Regions from separate parts of the Gossypium hirsutum genome. Here region 1 is linked to region 2. The links are chromatin contacts, called in public Hi-C maps. All regions are on one chromosome and are shown on one strand. Each heading gives the region's core, a stretch centred on a gene start, on an enhancer-like site or on the middle of the called end of the contact. The rest is flanking DNA. Distances are from core to core; before and after follow the strand shown. Region 1 holds the start of LOC107923851 (golgin candidate 4). Region 2 holds the start of LOC107929274 (acetyl-coenzyme A carboxylase carboxyl transferase subunit alpha, chloroplastic).

The links. Hi-C and Micro-C count contacts between places; a contact is called where the count stands out from the background.
Region 1: a Hi-C map of leaf shows a contact between it and region 2, with 2.5 times the contacts expected there. The contact joins the promoter of LOC107923851 here to the promoter of LOC107929274 in region 2. A contact is called at or near these places in 6 of 34 Hi-C or Micro-C datasets (callus and leaf).

Annotation. Positions count from the first base shown.
Region 1 is chrA12:80,350,377-80,356,631 of Gossypium_hirsutum_v2.1, reverse strand. LOC107923851 (golgin candidate 4) reads right to left here and starts at 3,079. Exons shown (of 16, transcript XM_016854011.2): 1 at 2,934-3,079; 2 at 2,651-2,863; 3 at 1,662-1,760; 4 at 1,284-1,412; 5 at 574-690; 6 at 180-318; 7 at 11-75. The coding sequence starts at 2,863.
Region 2 is chrA12:79,911,484-79,917,317 of Gossypium_hirsutum_v2.1, reverse strand. It overlaps LOC107929274 (acetyl-coenzyme A carboxylase carboxyl transferase subunit alpha, chloroplastic), which reads left to right and starts at 3,352. Exons shown (of 11, transcript XM_016860646.2): 1 at 3,352-3,494; 2 at 3,763-4,179; 3 at 4,456-4,530; 4 at 4,968-5,075; 5 at 5,168-5,328; 6 at 5,484-5,598; 7 at 5,714-5,834. The coding sequence starts at 3,790. LOC107929295 reads left to right here. Exons shown (of 5, transcript XM_016860675.2): 4 at 529-610; 5 at 765-1,176. The coding sequence ends at 959.

The DNA.
Region 1 (6,255 bases), core at 1,830-4,329, 440 kb before region 2:
AGAAGCTTACTTTATCCTTCTCTGACTTCAGTAACTTAAGCTCCTCCTGAAAAGACTCATTCTGCTTGTGCTCCTCTGGAATTTTACAATAAATAAGAAGAAAGATGATATTTCCTTTGCTTGACAACAGATGATATTGCAAGCATCATAAATGGGTCCTCAAGGTGTACAAATTATACCTTGCAATCTCATCTGTACATTCACTAGTTTATCATGCTCTTTTTCAAGTTCCATCTTGAATTGCTTTATTTGTTGTTCATGACTAGCTTGAACTGCCTCCAGGGACCTATTTTTCTCTTCCAGCAAATCTGCAAGCTCCTAGAAGGCATGCATATATATAAAATTTTCATCAAGTTCACCTGTTATCTTAAGAAACAAATAGAAATACAGAGGAAAATTTTTATTTTGGAATAAAATGGAAAAAACCAAGAAAGAGCTTAGTATCCCCTAAAACGAAAGGGGGAAAAAAGCAAAACAGCACAAGGTTTCATGACCAGGTGAACAGCAATTACATTCCAACATCCTAATAGTGCCTCTTATAATAAAATAGAGGGGGAAAAATAGTGCCATTACCTTTTCTCTTCCATCATGTTTAGAGGTAAGACCATTGGACATTTGGTTTCCACCATGACGATGTTTTACTAGACTTGCCGACTTACGCAGTTGGTGTGGTGACTGATCACCATTTCCCTGGAGAAATGGCTAATGCCAATCAGCCAATAAACAATGATTTAACAGACAGAGACATGCACATTATGATAGCAGCTCACTTCTGGCTTGGTGGCAGCAGAATCATAATTCAAGACAAACTTACAACATATCCAGTGGAAATAAATATATGTTCCAGTACAAGAACAACAAGAAAGCTCAATAATTAATATCACACGTGTTATGTAATTGAGCCACCAAACCATCCAAGTATCCCGACCAACTCATTTGATGAAGGAGAGACATCAAGACCACAAGGTTACAAGAAGTAAAAGACCAATCTTTCATTCTATAAACAAGGTTTCATCTCTACATTCAACTTTCTGTCGCATCCACCTATTGGGAGGTTCAAGGTTGCCACAGGTATGAAACATAATACAACAAAACCTTTTCAGACCTGCTTCTCTAGTTACAGAAGCAATAACATCAGAAACAGCAGACTCAGTAGTAGCACATTATGTTTGCTTTATTACATGGAACTACATATGCCTTCGGAATTGCAGAACCTAATGCATTAATTCCAGGATTTCTCAATAAACAAACCTCAGACAACTCTAACTGAGAGTAGCAACTACCTTGGGTGCATTAATTCCATTACTAGATACTTTGGAACTTTCGCTTCTAGCTGCACTCAGAGCTGCATTTGTCGCATTCAAATTTTGTTTCAATGAGCCATTCTCTTGGTTCAGCCTCGAAATTTGCTCCTGGAAATGGAATGCAAGGAAAATAGAGAGAAAGAAGCCATTTGAAAATGTTTAAAAACTAGAAGAAAGCTGTAAATTATTTGCACTATTATCATTTGTAAGAACTGAATTTTAGACCAACCCTGGAAATAAACTAGAACAACCACAGCATGCCCTTATTGCCATATAATATATCACCGGTCATAATTGTAAACTACCAAGTTGGCACAAGATATTTTTAAATCAAACAATACGAAAATTATCAGATACCTCTTTTTCTTTTAATAAAGCAGCATAATTGAATGATAAAGCCTTAATTTCTGCCTCGGATTCCTGAAGCTTCTTAATTTCTGCTCTGTATCTTTCAATCTACAAAAATAATCATAACACAGTTTATTTATCATGCATGAAAAGTAAAATACCACAAATTCCCTAGAAATGCCAAGCCCACTAGTAAAGTAACTTCCATGAGATTAAAGAATAAAAAGTCATGCCAACAATTGACTCAATCAAAAAGCAAACAGTCATCTGTGACACCAAAAGAGGATCTTAGGAAGCTCTGAAAGAGGTTACATTCAACCCTAAGCCAAATGCTCTTCAAATATTATGGCAGAGACCATATTATGAACCTGAATAAGTTTTTCTAACTAGTCCTCGCAATGAAAATCTTAATACTAGAAAAGATTACACTCAGCTACTTGGGTTCTAGGAGGCTCTCTATCAACACCAAGATGACAAGAACAAATCCGATATAAATGTTACTAGTATAGCTTGTTAGACTTACAATCATCAAATAAAAGTTCTATGCGTCCATGTAAAGATCCTTGAACTATCTCAGCACTATTTCATGTTATCAACAACTTCAAACCTCACCAAGATATATATATAAGTTTAAGCAATAAATCTTTGGAAATTGAATTCATCAAGTCAAAGTTTTGGATCTACCACTAGGTATTTACAGAGTACTTTCAGGCTTAAGCTATCACTTCACAAAGCTTGATTCCAGATTGCCAAAGAACAAAATATTACCAACTCCAACTATCAAATGTGATATATATATCCCTAATAAAAGATCGACACTAATATCCTCAATTAATAGAGACTGTTCACTCATTCGCGAACTCAAACTGTAGTGTGAACTAATATCATTCCATGATTCTACAAATTCATCAAAAAAACAAGCTGAATCTATTCCAAACTAAGAGGCGCCAAACATTAATTTAAACAAAATCAAGCGCGAAAACTAAATGCAATAATACCTCAGAATTAATCGGCGAATCGGTTCCATTAGCGATCGGAGAGACTGAAACGGGCTTTGAATGGGCAAACCTATGAGAGTTCCTTCTATCAAAGAATGGCGAATGATCTCCATTCCCTGAACCGTAGATCTCGCGTTCTTCGTCCTCATCGTCGTATACATCAAGCGCGATCTTATGCAAATTCTCTTTCAAATCCGCAATCGAACTCCACATCTTCCAAAGCTCCCGCAAATCAAATTCGTGGAAAATAAAAATAAAAAACGTAGATGGATTTCAAAAATACCTGAGATTTTCTTCGATGAAATTAGGGCAAAAAAGAACCGATACGTTTGAACAACGGTTTTGAGGATTTAGAATGTTTTTTATTTATTTTTGCAGATATATAAACAAGAAATAAAAGGGTTAATTAACGTATGCTTAAACAGTACTGGTTAAGATCCATTGGGCGGATCCTGAAACGGGTCCGTTCGGGTTGGCCCGTTTATACCCGATTATTTTTATTTTTATTTTTATTTTTTGATAATATCCTATTTAATTTTTATTGTTCGTTATAATGGTAGGTAAAGGCGGTTGAAATTTTACGCCAAAAAGAAAAAATCGTAACGGCTTTCCTCTCCTCTCTTTGAAAACAATAAAAGAGTAAATTGCATCTAAAGTTATTAAATTATTATTAAGTTTACATCTTAGCTATTTAATTATAAAAATTTATAAAATAATCACTTAATTATTCGAAAGTTTTAATTTAAGTCATTAAATTATTTTAATGTTTTTATTTAAGTTACTAAATTGTTAAAATTTTTTAAAGTTTGACTAACAAGCTCAAGGAGGAAGACAAAAGTTTATCTTTGAAAGGCCGAAATTGAATTATAAAATTTTAAAGAAATCGAAGTATAATTTTATCTTTGTATATGCTTGTTACTTTAGAACTTTAATGGGATTAAGTTAAATTTTTTTCAACTTGGAGGCAAAGTGTATTTTTACTATTAAACTATTTTATAATTTTAAAAGCTTAAAAGAGATTGAAATGAGAATTTGTCCTTGAGAGAGCTCTAAGCGATGATTTGACGATCAATGCGGTGGATTAGTACCCATCGAGGAGTAAAAGAACATACCTCAGATCCAAGTTGATCTGGCAATCGTTATAGGAGATCAGAGAAGAAAGCTATTTGAGTTTTGGTTCGCAGATTCATAACGTTTAAAATTGTTTTATGAAAAAAAAAACCTTAATTGTAGAAAAAAAAAGAGAATAAGAGTTTTCGATTAATGCAGACAATTTGAATAAAGAAAGTCATATAATAGTAATTTTAACCACATAGTGACTTAATAAAAACTTTTGAAAAGTTCAGTTATCATTTTATAATTCTTTAAAGTTAAGTATTTAAACATAAACTTATTAATAGTTTAGTGACTTTCGACATAATTTATCTAAAATAAAAATAAAAAGTGGTAATTTACCGATAAGATTTTGGTCTTAAAAACGGTCCGACCGACATGATTTTCTTATTACATTTGTTGAGATTCGTTTTCGTTGAACATGCCACGATGATTAAGAATATGAATTTACACATTAGTATCGACAAAGTCAAAGGCCCAATTTCCATATTTATTGGTAAATTCCACAAGGTTTCCTTGAAATATGATCTAAATTTTAAATCAGTTCACAAACTTCAATATATTTTAATTAGATTCTTAAACAATCAAATATCCTATCAGTCAATTCCTTTCATTAACCAAGTCATTAGCTCGGGCATTAAGCATAGACTCAAATATGACATAGAAAATATTTAAAGCACATGGATCAAATTATAAACACATACATTGTAAACACATACATACTTATTGATTAGCCAACTTAGAATTAAAATGTTAAAAAAAAGTCAAATTTTGCTATTAATCCTTGTATTATGCATAAAGTATAGATTTAGTCTCTATATTCTAATTTGGTTGTTTTTAATCTTTGTATTTTTTTCAAATTTGAAAGTTCTAATCATAACCCAAAAGGTAGTTATTAAATCTAATAGGTTGAAGTTTTTATATTAGTCTCGTATTATGCATAAATTGTGAATACAGTCATTTTTAGTCTTACTTTTGGAATTGTGAATTGTCAATCATGACTCAAAATAGTAACCATTAAATATATTAATTAACATAACGTGGCTTTTTTTGTGTGAGTATTACGTGAAAATGATAATTTGATATGACATTACCTATATGATAATATATTTACCGCAAAATATTTTGAAAATAGCAAAATTTAACAGCTAATGTTTTAGATTAGGACTAGAATTTCAAAACTCAAAAGTACAATGATAAAAATGATCAAATTAAAGTAAATGGACTAAATTTGCAACTTACAAATAGCACATGGACTAGTAATTAAATTTAACCTAAAATTAGTCCTAAATTTTATTAACATTATTTGTTTTTTAGGACATCAAATCCAATATGTCCACACGATAAGTATACATATTTTCGCAGTTTGAATCACATGTTAGATTCAAACTTCATTCAACATCTAAAAATTATCGCTATACAGATGAAAAGATCAATTTAAATCTTTGCAATGAGTAAGAGATTTATGCTTTAGGTATGTAAAAGCTAGTATTTTTTTGGAACTAGATTTGTGCTTGAATTGATTAGATCATTAATTATTAGTTTGATCCGTTCGTCTAGTTCAATCAAATAAATTTTTTAAATTTTTTAAAAAAAATTAAAAAAATATTAATTCTAGTTCAACCATAGGTTCAATCGATCCATATAAGTTTACAGGCCAATCGATTTTTTACCTCTCTCTAAACCAATATCCTAGTCGAATGGATCTAGTTCAAACAACTTTGGTAAAATCCAAACTATCATTGCAAATGCAAGAGGTAAACACATATTCGATTCATGTGTTTCAAACATTATTTGAGTTAGAATTGAGCTGACATTTAACTCTTAAGGTTCTTTTTTTTATTATAAAAACACATAAGTTAATGGCTAGACTTGTTCATAGGCCAAGCTACTCACCCACACTTCAGGGTTGGTCCGTAATTTGGGAGAGTTTAAGAAAAAATATTAGGTAAAAAAAAGAGTTTTGGAAAAAGAAAACTAAACTTGTTTAAAAATGATTTTAGCTTGAGCATGAACAATCAACACCCTAGCCTAACTCATTTTTTAAGTTTATAATATTTTATATTATGTTAATTTTATATATTATGTAATTTATAACACATGAAAATTAAATCTTTAATGTAAACCTTAAAAAAATGTTAAAATCACTATATATAACAATTTAGTAAATAAAAAATATATAAATTTATTAAGTATTAAATTAAAAATAATATAGAGATATATTTTTAAAAAGTAATACGGTTGAACCTAAAATAGACTTGGCTTAGGTTTTTACAAATATTGGTGGGTTAATGCAAAATTCTAAGCATATATTTCGGGTTGAATCAGATTTGAGTGAGTATAAAGTGAGTTAATATCATATATATATATATAGGACCTGACTTGGTCCAAGAACACTTCCAATGACTAGTAATTATAACATTTTTGAAGTTTAAGGATCAATTTAGAATCCAGACCTTAATTGGAGGATGTCTAGTCGAATTAACCCTATT
Region 2 (5,834 bases), core at 2,103-4,602:
ATTGCATTAAATTGAAAATTATGAATTGGTGTATGAATTCTCCCCTTGTAAAGATAGAAATTTTCTTTTCATAATCTTCCATTTAGTGTTCCATTGCTGTAAATATTCTGGTCAAATTATGGTTTTGGTCCTTTTACTATGCTCAAATTTGGATTTAATCTATGTACTTTAATTTAGCATAATTTAGTCTTAATTAGTTAGTCTAGATAGTTAATGATTTTGGTTAAAATCTTTACCCCTTCCAATAAAAAAATCCATGTTGGAATAATGAGTTTGGAACTTGGAAGGGTGCTTTAAAAAAAGACTTCATCTCATCATTTTAACAGTAATAATTACCATTAAGTATTTGGACTAACTGGTAATAATATAAAATAGGAGAATCAAATTATGTTAAATTAAGTATAATGACTAAATCTCACATTTGAGCATAATAGAGGTACCAAAATCATAATTTTAATTAAATATTCTATCTCTATGTGGAGCTTATTTGCTAAATAGTTTGTCAACATTACTGAAATTTATGAATAGGGCCCAGAAAAAGCTCTCTGCTATTGTAGCATGGGAGAACAGCAAGAAAGCAGCTCTTGAAGCAAAACTCAAAAAAATTGAGGTATTTTTCCCCATCCTTGCTCGATTTTCTGGATAACAAAAGGCTGAACATTCGACATTTGTGTTTGTCATACGATAAAAATGGAACTTACTCGAATCAAACACATATTCATATCATATTCTCGGTAACTTTAACGTGTCTTGAGTATCGACAGGAACAATTGGAAAAGAAGAAAGCCGAGTACGCCGAGACAATGAAGAACAAGGTAGCTTCAATTCACAAGGAAGCAGAAGAAAAGAGAGCAATGGTCGAAGCCAAACGTGGAGAAGAGGTTCTCAAGGCCGAAGAAATAGCCGCTAAATACCGTGCGACCGGACAAAGTCCGAAAAAGCTCCTTGGGTGTTTCTGAAAGTTTCCGGTCCGGTATTGAAATGAATTTCATTAAAATTTGTTTGCTTGCAAACACTTTTTTTTTTCCTTGTTTGTAACTCCATGTTTTCAATTGTGTTTATCTATCTTGTTTGTTTCTATGTTGTTTTTGTGTCTTGAGCAATGTGGAAGGACATCATTACAAATTATGTATTATTGGATGTGTTGTTATAGGAATACAATTTTATTTTATTGTTCTTTGAGGACAACTTTTTTAGGGTTTTTCTAATTTGGGTTATGATCGAGATTACTTACTTGATTCGGTTCGGTTAATTCAATTTTGATTTTGGGTTGGTTAGTTAAAACAAGCTAAGTTGGTCGATTATCAATTTTTGTATTAAACATTAATGATCGAATTATCTGAAGCTCATATCTATTATAGTACTGTCCAAACATATCAATGATTCAAAATCAAAATTTCAAACCCAATTATTTGAATTATTTGAATAAGTAACTTGAAAGGATTCGAATTGTTATTTGAAATGGCTAGAGCCCCACATTTTTTAAATTTGTAATGATTCGACTTGAAATGCTCGATCATCAAATCCATTTTTGATTCAAATTTAAATGATTCAATAATTTAAAATTGGAGTTAATTTTATTCATATTGATTCATTTCAAAACCAATATAATTTGCTGAATTAAAATGTCTAAAATTAGGTAAGAAGCATGAGAGAAAACTTGTTTTCGAGGACGCTATGAAGCTGAATGACAAGATTCTCTTTCTTAAAAGTGAAAGAATTGTGTTTTATGTTCATTCTAAATTAATTTATCAATTGAAGCTTACAACTTTTGCCGCAACAAAGAAAACCTATTCAATGGAGTTGTTGATTAGATGGCTAATAATGTTGATCGATGTTTCGAATGTATCTTCCCCTGTGAGGCTATTAACTATGGCTTCCTTTGGATTTAAATAGAGCTTTAATATGGTACAATTTGAATACTTTCTCACGGAACAATATTTTTTTAAAAAATTTCTTAATAATTTTCTTAATATATTTTTAAGACTTTATATAATTTCTTTTAAATTGTTAAGTGATTGATACCACACAATTTCAAAATACCTTAAAGAGAATTTAAGTTCAAGCATTAAATTAAGAAAATTTGTCAAGATTCAAGACTAGTTTATGGACTAAATTAAAAATTTTTTTTACCAAGTTTAGTGACTGAATGTTGCTTTATCCCTATAACAATAACATCGACATTTACCATTTTAGATTACTTTTTTTTCTTGGGTAAACCATACCTAATGTCTCTAAACTATTAGTAAGTTTACGTTTTGTTCACTCAACTTCAAAAAAAATACAAAATGGTGAATGAACTATTCAAAAGTTTTCATTTGAGTCATTGGGCAATTAAAATCGCTATTGTATGGCCTTCTTTGTTTGGACCACCTTAACCAATCAAAAGCTCTTTTTTCCCTTCTTTTCTACAATTAAGTTTATTTTCATGAAACAACTTTGAATGTCATAAATCTGTGAACCAAAATTCAAACAGTTTTCTTCTTCGATCTTTAACACTAACCGTCAGATCAACTTAGATTTAAGGTATGTTCTTCTACTCGTCGATGGGTACTAATCCACCGTATCAATCGTCAAATCGTCATCTAGAGCTTACTAGTCAAACTTAAAAGACTTAACAATCCAATGATTTAAATAAAAACTTTCAAATAGTTCAGTGACCATTTTGTAACTTTTTAAAGTTGTGTGACTAAAACATAAATTTATTAATAGTTTAATGACATTAGGTGTAATTTTTTTTTTCATTCCTCAAATGGATAAGGAAATTAATTAATGGCCTAACTCAACAAAAAAAAATTGACGCACCAATTGCATGATACAACGTCAGTTTCAGTGGGTCCCACCGTTGGTCTGGACTATTAAATTTTGGTGGTAGTTGATCGTTATCCTCAACGTGGATAAAAACTTTGTCAAATTTCACCTTCATTAAAATCACGTGTAACACACCGCCCAATCAAATCGCTTCCCTTACAAACACTCCGTAGTTACAAGCCTCATGTTTCTTTATTAGTCGCCTCAAAATCTCAGTTTTAGTTTAAATTACCATATTTAATTAACAAAAGGCTTTATTTTCAATTAGTTCCTAAACTATACTATAATTACTATATTAGTCCTTAAAATTATTATTTTTTGGTAAAGATTAATCCTAAACTATCAATTTTGTCACAGTTTAAAAAAAGTGATATCATCCAATAAGAACATGACACACAACATATTCTTATGGGGTGCCTTGCATTTTTTTAGGTAAAATGGAACAAAATTAAAAATTTAGGGACTACTCCTGATAAAAAACTTTTAAGGACCAATCTGAGAATTGGATATAGTTTAGGGTCCAATTTATGAATAAAACCAAAAACGGAATTTAGCTTTATTTTTGTTTGTTCAAACAATGACATCTCAATCGTTAATTCCTACTTTCCTTCATTTGTTAACTCACTTCTTTTCAAAACCCTAAATTTGTAAGCATAATCAGCTTCTTTCTCATCAACATTCAGGTAATTTTCATAATCAGCATAACACTTTTAATGAGCTTTTTTTTATTGCTTAAATTGAAGAATTTCTGTTATTGTTTTACATTTTAGTAATTTTCTGTCTTTTAATTGCTGTTCTTAGATTAGATTATAGTACTAATAGCAATTTTGAAATGGGGGGATTATGTTGTTTGAAAGGAAATTTGGTTTTTTTTTTAAATCAATTATGCAAAATTGTAAAAAATGTATCATTGTTACATGAAGAATTAATGTTAATGGTAGCAATTTTTAGGATTTTGTATGAAGTGATCATTGAGAGATGACTACAATATCATTAGTAGCTGGGAATTGTGGAAGAGGAAGAGGATATGAAGATGGGAGGTTTGAATTCAGGTCAAATTTATATCTTGGGAAAGATTTTTTGGCTAGTGACTTGTTTAATAATAATCCATTTAGAAGAAAAGCAAATGGGTGTTTGTCAAAAGCTTTAAAAGGTTTCGGGAACGGAAACGGGAGGAGGTTTCGGGTTATTGCGAGAGTTAAGAAAGGGAAGAAGCATGATTACCCTTGGCCGGATAATATCGACCTGGATATCAAAGACGGGCACTTAACTTACTTGTCTCATTTCAAGCCTTTGGCCGAGAAACCGAAACCGGTGACCTTACCATTTGAGAAGCCATTGGTTGATCTTGAGAAAAAGATTATCGAGGTGAGTTGTTTTTCATTGGTTTCCTGTTGATTTGTTTAATAGAACATGTTGTTTCAACATTCATTATGTGTGTTAAGCTACATGATGAGGATTCATTTGAGAGTGAAAACCCGAACCGAGGACTAATGTTCAACTTTATTGTGTTATGTCAATACGGAGCAATTTTGATTTCCTCATTCCATGATATTCTAGGTGTTTGTAAAGCACAAAATTGAGACGTAGAGTCTCTCTAGATTCTAATAAATTTTTTATTTTGCTCGCTATAATTTTGGACAGGTATGCAGAATGGCTGATGAAACTGGTCTGGATTTTACTGATCAAATTGGTGCTTTGGAAAACAAGTATCAACAGGTTGGTATATAAAGCAATACCTTCACCCTAAGTGTTGGAAATCATCAATGAAGTTCTCATCTATTCCATTAAATACAAGTTTATGGCTATAAATAGAATATTAAGTGACCTCAAAATGGCGCCTAAGGATACTTGCTCGCAAAACCCAAGTTTTAATATTTGATCACTGGTATAGTAACTTTTGTCATTCATTATATGTGGTAACTCTGAATTCTATGTTTTCATGTAGTTGTCGAAATGTAGGCATGCATTCCTTTGTCTTAGGCTCCTAGTTTATCAATTATAATAGTGAGAAATTCATTGATTCGTGCCAAGTAATCTTTGCATAGGCCATTTTCGGTTGTTTAAATGTTCTGCTAAACTTGCAATCCACCTTTACTTTTCAATGACATCCTTTTTGCCATGTCTATAACTTTTTAATCTGTTCTAAACATCAGGCTCTGAAAGATTTATACACACATTTGACACCTATTCAACGCCTGGCCATTGCTCGACATCCCAACAGGCCGACAGCTCTTGATCATATATTGAATATCACAGAGAAGGTATTTCAACAGAATGAAACTTTTATGTGTTTATACACCTAAAAGAATATGAAGTTATTTTCTTACAGTCTTGCTCTTTTACTATCTTATAGTGGGTGGAACTCCATGGAGATCGTGCTGGCTATGATGATCCAGCCATGGTAACTGGTATAGGAACCATGGATGGTAAGAGCTACATGTTTATAGGCCAGCAGAAAGGTAGGAATACGAAGGAGAACATTTTTCGCAATTTTGCAATGCCGACTCCCCATGGGTACGTTTCAAGGATCTTTTATTTGAACAAAATAACTTCAAGGTTCAGCTTGTATAGGTTACAGGGATGTGATTGTAGTCCCTGATATTTAATAAAGTCTATTCAAAATAGTTTTGAATCTTATTTACTCATATGAAAGTTCTTTCTGCAAGCAGATATCGGAAGGCTTTGCGAATGATGAAGTATGCTGATCATCATGGTCTTCCTATCGTAACATTTGTTGACACTCCGGGGGCATATGCTGATCTTAAATCGGAGGAACTTGGTCAAGTGCGTCGAACTAGCTTCTAATGTTGGAAATCGTGATATTACTACCTACTCTGTATTCAGAAACACCTAGTTCATATAATAACATGACCCATTTCATGTTTTTTACCCTATACAGGGGGAAGCAATTGCCAACAACCTGAGGACCATGTTTGGCCTTAAAGTGCCAATTGTAACAGTTGTCATTGGTGAAGGTGGTTCTGGTGGGGCTTTGGCCATTGCTTGTCCCAATAAATTGT